2 separate regions of the Manis pentadactyla genome follow, and region 2 is linked to region 1. Evidence: chromatin contacts called from public Hi-C data. All regions are on one chromosome and are shown on one strand. The core of a region is the stretch at or near the end of the contact, and the rest is flanking DNA. Distances in the headings are between cores, read along the strand shown. Region 1 holds the start of CCDC110 (coiled-coil domain containing 110). Region 2 holds the start of FAM149A (family with sequence similarity 149 member A).

Evidence for each region. A called contact is a pair of places that touch in the nucleus more often than the background predicts.
Region 2: a contact with region 1 is called in a Hi-C map of skin fibroblasts, with 4 times the contacts expected there. The contact joins the promoter of FAM149A here to the promoter of CCDC110 in region 1. A contact is called at or near these places in 2 of 3 Hi-C or Micro-C datasets (fibroblasts and skin fibroblasts).

The regions. Positions count from the first base shown.
Region 1 is chr7:10,746,250-10,753,106 of mManPen7.hap1, forward strand. CCDC110 (coiled-coil domain containing 110) reads right to left here and starts at 3,461. Exons shown (of 6, transcript XM_057505028.1): 1 at 3,176-3,461; 2 at 2,995-3,129; 3 at 2,255-2,310; 4 at 1,910-1,975; 5 at 575-685. The coding sequence starts at 3,461.
Region 2 is chr7:11,167,660-11,174,516 of mManPen7.hap1, forward strand. It overlaps FAM149A (family with sequence similarity 149 member A), which reads left to right and starts at 4,074. Exons shown (of 14, transcript XM_036894137.2): 1 at 4,074-4,918. The coding sequence starts at 4,398.

The DNA.
Region 1 (6,857 bases), core at 2,211-4,710:
TAGAAATTTAGCATCCCTTAAGAGACCATCATAGATATGTGGGAAAGATAGAAGCAATAGGTCAGGTGGGCCAGTTTAAGGAAAATGAATTTCTACTTCTGGAAAATTCCCAAGTCTGGGCTGTCAACCTTAGCTTGTATTCCTAGTTTCAGATGATTCTAGGGTTGTGACTACCCTGGAACTGAGGGTTCTAATCAGTATAGAGTGACTCTGGTTTGGACCTGTTCTAGGGAGTTCACCCCAAGCCTAGTCAATACTAAAAGTAGAAAAACTCATGAAGTGGACAGATAGGGTTTAAAAACTGCCTTATATTTCAATTTACTTGGAAATCTTTAGGTATCTGAAATAACCAATTGACCCTCACAAACTCCCCTAAGACACATGGGAAAGTTGCAGAAGAATAGAGGTAAACTCACGTTTTTCAGGGTTTTCAGGACAGGAATTTCCTTATTTTCATCTCTGTTAGTCCCTTCATCCTGTGAGGAAGGTGAGAATATAAAGGTGAAGATAAACTGGTTATAGTAACTTTTTTGAAGTACCTAAATACAGAAAGATTTTGTACACAATAACATACCAAAGCCTTCTCAAGGTGTGTGTTGAATACTAGATTTTTTTCTGAACTAAATTGTGGGTTTTCTACTTCAATAATGCTTTTGTTCAATATTTTGCTGATTTCAGACTGTACCTTTAAAAGATAAATGAGAATGTTAGAATTTGATTTCAGATTTATAAACTTATGAATATACAGGAATAATAGGTATTGTAATTGAAAGATACCTTTAAATTTCCTCCACATAAACATTCTTTCCTGTCATATAGAATATAAATTAATTATAATCTCTATCATTAGAAGAATCGTGAAGAAGAGTGTGCCTTTATTATATGTTTATAAAATCAGAAACAATTTAGTAAAACAATATACCTTTATGAACTATATTCAAATAATTTTGGATATTTGATTTTTACATTGTTGAATAAATCAGAGACCTTTGATTTCTGTCATCAGAATGGAATCTATTCTGTCACCCTCAGGAAGATTTTATCTTCTTTCCTATTTCCCTGCAGTTGCTTTTACTACAAGAATATTAGGGTGAAGCTTATGTCAGAGGCTTTAGGGAATAAGTGCTGTGTTAGCCACTACCAACATCCATACCCTATCCTTCTGTTAACACTACCTTTTATTTCTTCTGAATAAAGTCCTTGTGCCTTTGGTGATACACTGATCCCATTTCTAGCTCCAGCAGTGGGCATGTGACTGAGAGCTACTCAGTCAGAACATTGCCCACTTTGAACAGTGACTGATTCAAGGATTGCATATGACCCAATCTTGGGTACCTAGAGTCAGGCTGAGAAGCTTAGTATAAACTATTAGGAGAGAAAAGCATGGTCTCTTCTTTGCTGACTGTAATATTGAAGGATTAAGGGCTGGAGCTTCTAGCAGCCCTTTCCTACCACATGGAGCCTGAGAATCCATTATTGTGGGAAGCAGAGCCAAGGGAAGCTAAGGCTGGTTCCTGATGGCGTAAGTCCTGGTCATCTGGATTAAGCCATCCCCAAGTGATTTACCCCTACAATTTTCAGTTACCTGAGCTAATAAAGTGCACTTTTTCCAAAAGTCAGTTTGAGTTAGATTTTATATCACTTACAATGAAAGTCCCTATTTTCAGACTATATATAGGCAGTACTTTAAACAAACATGTTTTAAAAAAATCAGTGAGTGCTATTTCTTTTTGGCTCATATGTAAATACAACTATAACAGTGTGGTTTCCTCCAAACAAATTTGAGCCTAGGATATGTTCTGGCTTCCATTGCATTATATCAACTAATCAGTTGGCTAGTGATTATCCACTTAGAAATGTGGGATGGTAAGTTTGGGTATTTTCTGTATAGAGATTAAAAGGCACATACCATGCTGACATTCTGCAAAGTCTGTATTCGGAGAGCCTGAAATGATTCCAGTTGATGCTGAAGGGCCTGTAATAAAATTAAACAGGGCATAAAACTGATTATTTTTAGGTGGGTGAACATGTACTTGAATTGTCATGATTTTTTGTTTATAACCCCACAAGTTGCCTGTTACCAGAAGGGATCACATGAGGGTCAGGTGACTCACATTATTAGTCATTCTTGCTAACCCTCCAGTGCATTTTCATGAAGATTTTTGTGGAAAACCCTAATGCATTTAGGAGGCATTTATTCTGAAGGTCAGCCTTTACACAGTTTTTGGAGAAAACAAAATTGAGATATACTCACTTTCAATGCTGATTGTGGTTGGATTCGATTTTCTGATTCTGATGTGTAGCCATGTTCTAAAAAGCAAAATTGAAAACCATGTAATTTAATTCTTAAGTTTTATTTTTAAACAACTGTAATAGAAGGCAGTCTCTTAACTTTCTCGGAAAGTGAGACAGATAATGAGAATTTTGATTTTCACATTAGGAAAAACCCAATGCTAGTCACATGATAAGTCATAGATAATATTTGGTTATTTGAAACATCCTCCCCATTTAATGTCCTATGATCCACAAATACTTACTGTAAAGAGTACCTTCTTTTGGAAAAAATATGTATCTTTTCATTGTCCAAAATACCCAACAGTTCCTATTTGGCATTCAGAGAGACAGTATATAATGGCCTGGTAGTTAAGGCCTGGACTCCGGGGCCACCCTGCTGAATACTGGCTCTGTCATTTGCTACCTGTGTAACCTTGGGAACTTAACCTTTCTGTGCCCTCAGTTTCCTCTCTTGCAAAATGGTGATAATGGTAGTGCCTACTTCATAGGATTGTGTGAGGCCTAAATGATCTGATACAGTTAGGTGCTTAGAAGACTATCTGGCACAACGTGAATGTGCCCTGTAAGCCATTATTAGTACTGTAATAATAGTTACTGGAAGTACACCCCTTGGACCAGTGAGGTAGGCAAGGTACCCGTTGCTGTGTTAACAACGCTGAAGCATCACTGGCATCGGAGCCTTGGTCTTGGAGGTTTTACCTGTTTCACTGTCACCACTTCCCTTTACTCTCTCAGAGGAATTTAGGGTCTTGGACGCTGAAAGGAGAACGCAGTCAATTTCATCTTGCCCGTGGTGCTTTTCTGTAGCAGAACCGTAGGTGACTTTTGGTTTTGCTGGGAGTAGAGAGGCGAGGCGTGGGGATTCGCCTCAAGCGGCCACCGGAGGGCGCGCTGGGACCACGCAGCGGCGCCGGGATCGGGAGGCGCCGAGGCTGGAGCCACAGCCGGGCATGGGGTGGTGGCGCTGCTTTTCTCCTCGGGGTGGGTCGGGGTGTGTGGCTAGTGAAGAAGATCCCGCGCTCCAGACTGACCCGTCTTGGGGTGAAAGGGCCGGGGCGGGGAAGGCAGCGGGGCCCTCCGTTACCCGTCCAGTTCCCGCAGCAGCCCCTCAAGGGACAGGCCCCCGGGCGGCTCTTACCCGGGCTCATCCGCCTTCCCCGATGCATTCCGCTCAGGGGCTTCGCACCGGGGCAGCTCGTTGCCTAGTAACGGGGAGGCCTGGACAACACGAGTGAGGCCAGGTGGGCCCTTGGGTGGGGGAAGGGGAAGGAACGCGTTGGGTGGGGTCCGGACGCTCGTTCACGGAGCCACGCTTGGAAGGTCCTGCCCTTTGCTGTGCCCTCCCAAACCTGGGGACAGTCTCACTAGGGTGCCCCCGTGTTGTGCACAACTTGATCTTGACCATAGTCTGAAAACAGCACCAGTTGGACCAAAACTGTGTGGAGGAAGGGGAGTGTTTGGAGACGTAGAAACCTAGGAACTTTTTCCCTTTTTCTAATCACTGTTTCATTGTTTCATTCCTCTTATTTCAACCCACCCATCAGAGTAGTTTCAGCTTTTGGGGATTTGAAAGGCCCCAAACAATGTTGTGAAAGGACTTTTGTTTGCTGTGGTTAACAGAAGACCCTATTTCCGATAATAAACTTAAAATGATAATGTATTAAAATCACATTAAAGCTGTCCCAGAGGCACTGGTCTTCATTTGCAAAAGCATGCTAATTTCCTGAGTACCTGGGCAAGCCACTTGTAAAAGCTGGGTTTTTGTCTTGGAAGCTGGAGCTCATTCAACAAAGGACTCGTTGACAGGGCCACAGTCAATCCTTGTGCAGATCAGAAAAAGGTTCTCTTTAGCTAACAGTTTTAAATGATCATATTTATTTTGCAGTAACAACTATAGAATGTAAAATAATGGAAAACTCAAATCTTCAGTCACACTAAGGAATTTAAAGGCATGATTACATAAATAATTATATAATAATTATATGGCTTGCTTTCATGGAAATGAAACTATGATAGTCTCAATTTTTTTTTTTTTTTTACTTTCCTGTTTCCTATAGAAATGGTCTCCAGAAGACCATTTCTTGTTGCATTGTTAGACAATTTCAATAAACCGTGTCTCTGAGAACTTAGGTTCTCCATTGATGATTGATATCCACAAAGTTAACTTTCTCCAGAGAGCTACAGAAGTTTTCAGCAATGTGTTAAAATACTACTCTACGTAAATGTCAGTATTTTGAAGGGAGACTGATAAATGAAAAGCTAAGTACATTATGGTAAGTTAATTTTTATACTAATGACATTTTCAAAACAAATAAATAATTACTATAGTGAAATAAAGTGATTATTTGTCTACCAGAACACAGATTAGAATTAGATACAAGGGATAGCATAAGGAACTTTCCTTGGGACTTCTACAACGGGGAGAACCCCATTCTCCTGACACAAGAGCAGGACAGTCCTGGTCCTCTGAGATGCTGGTGGGCTCTGTGGCTGCTACTGAATATGCAGCATCTTTTACTGCACTCAGATTTTCAATGCAGAGAAATGAAGGTTCATGGATGTTCTGAAAAATCTGGCAAAAATATTCATTACACTTGCCCAGGCCTGCCTGTTCCTGTCCCTGCTCCTCCTGTGACCTGAAATACTTCCTTATCCCATTTGAAATTGGTGAACAAAGTTTAGAATCCAAACATTCTGGGGGGATGTTAAATTTCTTCCTTTCTTGGTGTAATTATTGCCCCCCCCCCAATTATGCTTTTGGAGAAATATTCTTGTTTATACTTACTGGTATTGATTGTGGAATTTTATGAAAAAAGTTATTTTCCAGGTTTGCATGGGAAGGTTTATAGGAACTTTTCAAAGACTAACTGATCAGTGCTAGGCTTTCTGATTCTGAAGCCCTCGCTTCCCAAATCAGTTTATTTTAAAGTGTTCAGGACAATATTTCATCTAAATTTGAAAGTTTAGAGAAGGTATACATATAATTAATACTAGAGGTAAAAGTTCCTATTTCCTGATATGGTATCACACCTATACTTTCTCATTGTGTGAGACAACTTCTTTTTAATTTGGTCTCATCTCGGGTAGGTAGTGGGCTCTGGTAGGTATTCTGTCAGGAGATATGCTTTCTCTGGGCACACAAGTCAGTCAGCCCAACAACTGTCCTGAAAATGTCTATTTTTTTTATTGTGAAGTTCATTGCTAACGGATAGAACTAAAATCTGTACTGTCAGTTAAAAAATATCTGTGAGCCACAGTATTTCAAAATCTTCAAATAGCTCCTTTTAGAGAATCACTTCCACCTGTTGACTAACAGCTGCAGATTCAAGAATTTGGAACAAACTCAAGAGCACTGCACAAAAACAAGCTAGGCAAATCTATTCTTAGCCATTTATTGCCAGGCTAAAATACTTGCGGGTTTTTAGCTTCAGGTCTTTTTTTAAACCTGAGGTAGCAAGGCTATCATTAATCGTAGCTGAGGTCTAGAGTAGTGAGAAAAAGTGATCAGACTGCTCCTAGGATATAACAAATTTGGGCAGTTGTCCTAAGGCGAGTGTTCTGATCAGAGAGGGGACCTGCATGCTGGAGACTTAGGAAGTCTTGGGGGGACAGTGGGCCTTTGACACTCAAAGGCTTGATCTGAACGTAAACACTGCTGCATTCAGCCTTCTTTAAGTTTCCTTTAGTGTTAATTTGAACCTGATTTCATCTGTATAGGAGAGTGAACCCCCCAACTTCAGGACAGCCACTGGTGTTGACTCTCAGGAGATTGATTGCTACCTTAAAGAGGACTCATCAACAGTAGTAAGGTGGGGGTACTGAGAACGTGGATTAGTCTAACTCTAAAAAGTTTGATGTGCTAAAAGGAAAAGGGATAGAGAAATACTGAGGCACTTGAGAAGGAATAGGTGTTAGGGAAACAGATTATTTTAGGATGGTGTAGAGTACTTGAGCTTGCTTGCAGGCTGAGAAGAAAGAGTCAGTGACTAAGTGGGAAAAATAAGTTGGAAAGAGAACTGGAGGTATAGAGGAATCGGCATGATTTGCAGCAAGAACCTGAGGTCTGCACATGTGAAGGTTTGGCCGTCCTGCAGAGGTGATACAGAGCTTTCCTCCCTCTGACAGAGGCCAGAGGAATGGGGATTGGGCCCTTTCTTAGGTCAGGCTAGCGCTCTGTGCAACTTACTGAGGGTGAGGAGGTGTTTAAGGGTTTGAGTGAATGTCGTAGTCTCTGTAGCCCCTCCTAGACTGAGAGGTCTTTAGTTCAGCTCACAGTGTGTGACCCCCCCCCCCCCTTTGTCCTGATGCGACCTTTCCTTCTGGTTTTTAGACATTAAAGGAGCCATACTGAGTCAGGCTGCTTGGTCACACATTAATAATCATAGTGTGTTTCCCTTGCTATATAAAGTTACTGCTAATGTGTACTTTGCACAGAGCAAATGGGTCTTCAGTAATAAATCCATATTTCTTGCTTGACTTCAACTGTGAGCTATGACATGAGTCAGAGGTGGTGTCCATGACCGTGGAACAGAATGAAACTTCTGAAGTGAACCAAGAGCCTA
Region 2 (6,857 bases), core at 2,824-5,323, 420 kb after region 1:
CCAAGGATGGGAAAGGCCAGGGGAAGATTCTCTGTGAACAGTTGCCAAAGGTTTAGTCATGGTTATTGTTACTAATAACAATAAGTAGCACATTTATTTTGTGTCAGACGCTTTTTTAAGTTCTCTCCTGTATTAATTCTTTAAACCCTCACAGCCCTACAGGGGGTAGCATGTTCAGGGGAAGTGGAGCCCTCTCAAGTGCTGGGAGATCCCCTGTGATTAAGCATGACAACTCACATCCCCCCGTTCTGATGATTCATTTAGGGTATCTGCCACCGCACCCGGGAGGTTCTGTTACAGTGTATTAATAATCTCTGTGATCAAAAGCTGCCTTTTGATCAGCTCAAAGTTGTTCTTGTTTTAATATTTTTCTCTTGGTAGAATCCAGAGCCTTTAATCAAACATTAAGAAAATTTGCCTGAGGCTTTTGAGATTTTGGTCTGTTTTGTTTTATTGTGTTTGTCATTGAAAAAAAAAATACACACCAATTGAAGCATTCAGATAGGACAAAAGTGAATAAACTTGAGGGTAAACCTAGCAATAATTTCCTTCCAGATCTTTTCTCGGGCTATGCAGTGTAACCTGGCATCACATAGCATAAAAGCTAACATCTCCCAAGAGCTTACCCTTGACACAGGAACCCCTATCGTCATCTGGATCACAGTTGAAGAAACTAAGACAGAGCGAGAAGCTCAGGTGTTGATCAGTGGCAGAGATGGTGGGGACCTAGGGAGTCCCACTGTGAAGTCTAACATACTGCCCTGTCTCCATTGTGGTGCTTAGTAAATACTTATCGAACCCGCAAATGTCGTTCATTGTTCAGAAGTTTAAAATTTTTTATAACAAATTTGATAGCATTTTTCTTTATAGGGCCTGGCCTTGGTGTCATGCAAAGTGAGGCTGCTTAAATTCTTCAACAGATTAATTACTCAAGTTATTTGTTTTAACTTCCAGTTTCCAAAACATAACATTTCTTCATAGCAACTTTCTCAGTGATGTAGACAAGCATTAGTATACACACCAGAAAACCAGTTCATCAAACTGTTTGTTAATCAGGATAAGCAGAAGAATTTTTATCACATAAAGCACTGCTTTGGCATTTCTAATACTGAATCTAAATATAAAACCTAATCTAAAATCTGATCTAAAATCAACACTGTCACAGTTAGAAATGATTTATAGCATTTACTTTGATTTCATTACTGTGCCTGAGCCAGGTGCCATTGTGTAATTAAAGGCGCTACTGGTAATTAAAAGAGAAGCCTGGTAGCATCTAACGTCTGTCTGAAAGACTGTTGATGGATGAACAAGGGGTATGAAAGACCCAGAGCCTTGCTAAGAATTGTTTGTCATGTTTGCAATTACAGGTCATTCTCAAAGGACCTTCGAACAAAAGGATCAGTCAGTCATTCATTTGCTGTGCCTCCCTCCTGAGGCTGGCTGGCCAGAATGTTACATCCACAGCCTTAGCCACAGGATAACTCTTCCCTGATCCTTTGTATGATTTCTGTCATTCTCCCTGCAGACTGGAGACTATTACGATTCTCATTTGTATTGGTAGCCATCCTTTTAGAGCAAATACACCCACGGAAGATGTTTGTAAAGGTACAGCAATCCTGAAGTACCTCAATAATTAATAGCCCAGTAGTATATTCATTTCCTAGGGCAGCCATAGCAAAATGCCACAAAATGAGTGGCTTAAAACAACAGAAGTTTATTCTCTCCTAGGTCTGGAGACTAGAAGCTGCCGCCAGCTGTCAGCAGGGCCGTGCTCCCTCTGAACCCTGTAGAGGAGAATGTTCCTTGGCCCTTCCGAGCTTCTGGTGGTGGCTGTCAGTCCCCGACATTTCTTGGCCTGCAGCTATGTGTCACTGCCTCTGTCATCACATGACTTTCTCCCTGTGTGCTCGTGTTCATAATAGTTCTCTTTTCTTAAGAATCCGGCAGTCGTATTAGATTTGCATCCTAATGGCCTTGTCCTAACATGATTACATCTGTAATAAACCCAGTTCCCAATAAGGACACATTCCCACAAACCAGGGTTAGGACGTCCACATATCTTTTGGGGGGAAGCCCATAACAGGACACAGGCAAACACACCTTAGAATACTCTCAAGGCTGGAAGTATATGAGCTTTTCTGCAGCCTAATTATCAGTATCTACATACTTGAAAAAAGCATGAGCATATGGAGAAGACAAGTAGTGACTCTATAGCATCTTACAACACTGGTAGACAGTGACTGCAAGGCGGGGTGTTGTGGGGGGTAAGGACTTGATAATATGGGTGAATGTTGAAACCACAATGGTTTTCATGGGAAACCTTCATAAGATTGTATATCAATGATACTTAAAAAAAAGCATGTGCATAGACATTACTTTAATATCTAAAGTAAATATCTCTAACTTTAGATATTTCTATGATTAATGGAATCATAGAAATATCTTAAGTTAGAGAGCTGAAGACAGGTGAGTCAATACCCCACTATTCATGTAGGGTTTTCCAAGAAAGACTGGTTCTTCAGGTTACTGTCCCCTATATGTGCAATATTTATATATATTACTCGCTCCCCTGCTTTGATTCTATGCTCACCTAACAATCTTTGAACAATTTGGTCTTAACAGAAATTCCTCTCATAGAGAAAGAGCAGAGGACAACTCTGCCGGTGGGCAATTATGAGTTCACGCATTTGCATTGGGGGGCTTATACATCAGACTTTTATGGGTCAGGTTAGTAGGTCTCCATCCTAAGAGACCAGTGAGGTTCCTGGGCCGATCACATTTCCAAGCCTGTAAAGTCAAGAACCCTGAGAAGTGGCAGCAAACAAGTGCTGCTTCCAGGGGCCTGGGTGAGTTGAATCAGGCTTCTCTTGGCAATGGCCCTCCTTTGGCCTGTCCTTTCAAATTAGATTCTGTATATTCAGACTCAGTCAGATGAATAGCAGCTTCAACACTGAGAGTGCATACTCTAGAAATGATCTCTACTTGTACTGAGGATTTAATTGTTTTATGAATCAGAATCAACATCCTTATGAAAGAGACAAACAGATCGATTTCTAGGAAACAGCTTTGCCATCCAGCAGGAGTGCTGAATGAAAATGGTGCACTGTTCTGATGGGACTCGCGCACCTCTGAGGCTACCTGACGAGAAGGAGCAAAGAGAGTATGTGAAAGGCCCAACACCAGCCTGCTTCTGGTGTCCTTGCGTGATGCCATAGCTGACGCAGCTTCCCTGATTTGCCGGTAAGACCTCTGCCTCTAGTTCCCATCGCTGCTCAGATGGGTCTGTTACTCCCTCTTCTGCTCATTTTGATTCTTCACTGTGTGCAGGTGCTTTCCGTGCGGCCAGCTGCATGCCTTTCCCTCGTCCAAAGGTGGACGGGGGCGGGGAAGAGAACATCTCCTTTCTGTACATCTCAGTGTTCGCACAATCTTGAAGCGGAATGGTGCCCTGCACATGTTTGTCTGCAGTACTTGGATGCAGAGGAGGGGTCATGGCAGGATGTGGGTATCCTAAGGAGCAGATTGGTTAGCCGTCTACAAGAACATGCGAGGCTTGGTATTCCTGTAGAATTTACTGTGGCTGAGAATCCAGTTCAATACCTTGAAAAAGACTAATGCATATAGTCAAGAATGTTGGGTAATTTCCTCTTTACCAGACTCATCTCCTTTCCCTGCCCCGAATGGACACACTTGGAGCCTGGCCCCAGGTGGGAGGAGCGGGCAAGGCTGTTTCAAGTCTTCTCACCTGAATATAGGTTCTGATTAACCTTCCCTCGTATCAGAGAGCTAGCCATCTCCCTGACCCTGGCATATTTGGTCTTGCCAGACTTGGTAAGTTCCAGAATGTTTGGAAGCAGGGTTCTCTTCCCCGGGTCTATGTTCCACTTCCTTACCCTCCTCAGCCCAGAGCTTTGCAAATCTGGTGAGGCTCTGAGGGCAATGGAGAAACTGGAGAGTGTTCCTTTAAGGCACCGGTCTAGGAGGGGAGCCCGGGCACCGACCGCGGACGCAGCCCCAGCCGCAGTCCGAGGCCCAATTAGCAGGGAGCTTAGCCGGCTCTCTGTTTGGCTTAGCAACGCCCGCGCGCTCCCGGGGGCCGTCGGGGAGGCTCCCGCGGGCGGGGACCTAGTCCCCACCCTCCGCCCGCGGCGGCCCGGCAGCGGCGTGGGCGCCGGCCCGCAGGCCCTCGGGGTCGCGCCGCACGGAGGCCCGGGGCGTCCGGGAGGCCGGCCCGGCGGGGCGCCTGCGCGTGGAGACGCCAGAGACCCGCGGACCCCAGGCCCCGCCCCGGTCGCCCCGTCCGGGTCCCTGCGGGCGGCGCATGGAGCCCCGCAGCCCGGCTCGCCGCGGTCGGGAGGCGCCGGCAGCGGCGGGGACGGCGTTTCCCGGGCTGGAGCATGAAGGGGGCCGTGCCGGACCTCGGGGCTCTCTTTGCCAAAATCTTCAAGACCTCGACGGCGTCCCCGGCAGGCCCCTCGCCGGCCGCCGCCTCCGCCCGCTCGGGGGGCGCTGGCTCCGCAGGCCCGGCGGGCACCTCGCCTCGCGCGGCCGCGGCCCTCCTCCCGGCGCTGGCGCCCGACTTCCCGCCCGCCCCGCGGGGGGCGCCCGGCCCGCGCCGCCCTCCGCCCTCCGCCCCCTGCCCCGGGGGCTCGGTCGCAGGCCGCGCGGCCGCGGCCGCAGGGGCGCCCCTGTCGCTGCCCGGTAGCCCGAGGGCGTGGGCCACGCTGCCGTCCATGGGGGCCCCCGCGGGCGGCGGCGGTGCAGCCGCGAGCCCGCGGCCCCGCCAGCCCGGCCCCGGAGAGCGGGAGCCCCGCGCCCGGATGCCTCCCGGGCCTGCCCCCAGGACGCTGCTCTTCCCCCTGCCGGACATCGGCGAGGAGTGGGCCTCGGACAGCGACCCCGAGGACGGCGGAGCAGCGTGAGTAGCCGCAGGGCCGCGCCGGGCCGGGGTCGGGTCGCGCCCCCGCCGCCCACCACACCCCTCTTGCCTGCGCTGCGGCACTTTCCGCCAGCTCCCCAGGGCACCCTGCTTGCACTTTTCCAGGGTCCTTCGTCCCTGGCTTTGTGTGCTTTTCAGACAGACGCTGTGACTTGATTTTGCTCAACTTTGTCAAACAGCAGATAACCCTCTGCTGTTTTCCGGCATGGCAGGAGCGGGGATGAAGCAGGTCTGGAAGGAAAGGAGGGCAGAAGTTTGCTCTTCTAGCCGTAGCGCGGGCACTTAGATCGTTTGGTAGTCTGGTTTTCTTAAGGCCTCTGACCATCCCTTTCCCTGATGCGGAATATAGTGGATGTGCAGGGTAGCCGAATGCACACGTTAGCACCTAGGATTTTAAGAAATGGTGAGACACTCGGCCTCCCAGTGTTGTAACGATCGACCCCAATTCTTATCCCAAGAGGGATGAGTTTTCTCTGTGCGACATCTAGTTAATTTACATGCGCATAACATCATCTGACACAAGTGGAATTTGTGCCCGCTCGGGACACAGCCTGATCATAAACCCTGGAGCCCCTGAGTCCTTGCTACAGGGACCTGAGGTCCTCCAGATTCATCCGCTGACTTTATGGGATCCATTTCCCCGGGAACTGCAGGAACCTTCACACACACACTCACTGTCCCTTCAGCACTAGGAGCAGTGATGTAAACAGTCCTCTTACACAATACGTGTTTTAGAGTTAAGGTGAATTTTACTTTTTGATAGGCAGACCTGTAGCTATACCTAAATGGGTACGGAGAGGTTTAGCCTTCTGCCTCCTACAAGAGAACAGTGAACTGGTCACACACAGACCGGAAGGGCCCGCTGGGGGGTGATCTCCGTATGAGAACCCAGTGAGGGAAGAACAGCCTCAGGTCTGCTCCACCCTCTGCCCGCCCCTCAAAAAAAATGGGCTGGAGACCTTTTTGCATTAAGAGTGATTCGAACTCATTCATAATGTAAATAACTTCATTTTCACAAAACTGGATGACATTCATCTCAGTTCTAAAGCAAGCAGTTAAATAAGATTAAGTTGTTCCTTTTCATTTAAAACATAATGTAAAATGAAAATGGCTAAGGGCAGGAATGGACAGCAGTCTCCAGGACAGCAGGCCTGAGTGAGGGAGGAAAGAGGGCAGCATTTTTGTGATATTACCTGAAAGAGAACGGATTTATTCAAAAGGGTTCTGTCCTGCAAGGTGCATGCTCACAGCACACAGGTCCTGCTGCTGTTTACATACGGGCCCGGAGACCTTCAGTGTGGCCACTGAAAGAACTGGTCTTGGTTTCAGTTCGCGAGCATCTTAGTCCATGTTCGTATTGTCCAAGCATGTTCAGTAGATACTTTTTGAATAACACTGTATCTGGCATGATTAAGAGAAGTGATTATTCCACATTAGCAAAATGTATCCAATTGTACTGTAAGTGCAGACATTGAACTTTACGTAATTGCTGTGAGAAATCATATGCAGATACGTGCATTCATATATCTTTCTGATTATCTATGTTCGCACTCTTACACCAAGTTTCTTTTTTAGATGCACAAATGTTCACAGTCTATTCCTTTCATACCTCAGTCCTTTTTTAGTCATAAAGTTTATTTACGAAATGAGAAGGGGAAAAGGAAGAAAGAATTAAGGTGGTTGTCCTCCAATACTACAAAGCTTTTGCACCCAGACTTGGATTTTTTTCCCTCCTGGATTTCTGGGGTGACTGTAACCTTGAATAAACAAACTTTATTCAACAGTGCATTTAAAGTATACAACTGCCACCTCACCTACCAGTTTGCAGATTGCTGCTACTAATTATTAGCCTGCTCGGTTAATAATAAAATCAAGTGTTTTTCTACGGCCCAGGAATGTGGAGAGTGGGTGGTGGTTA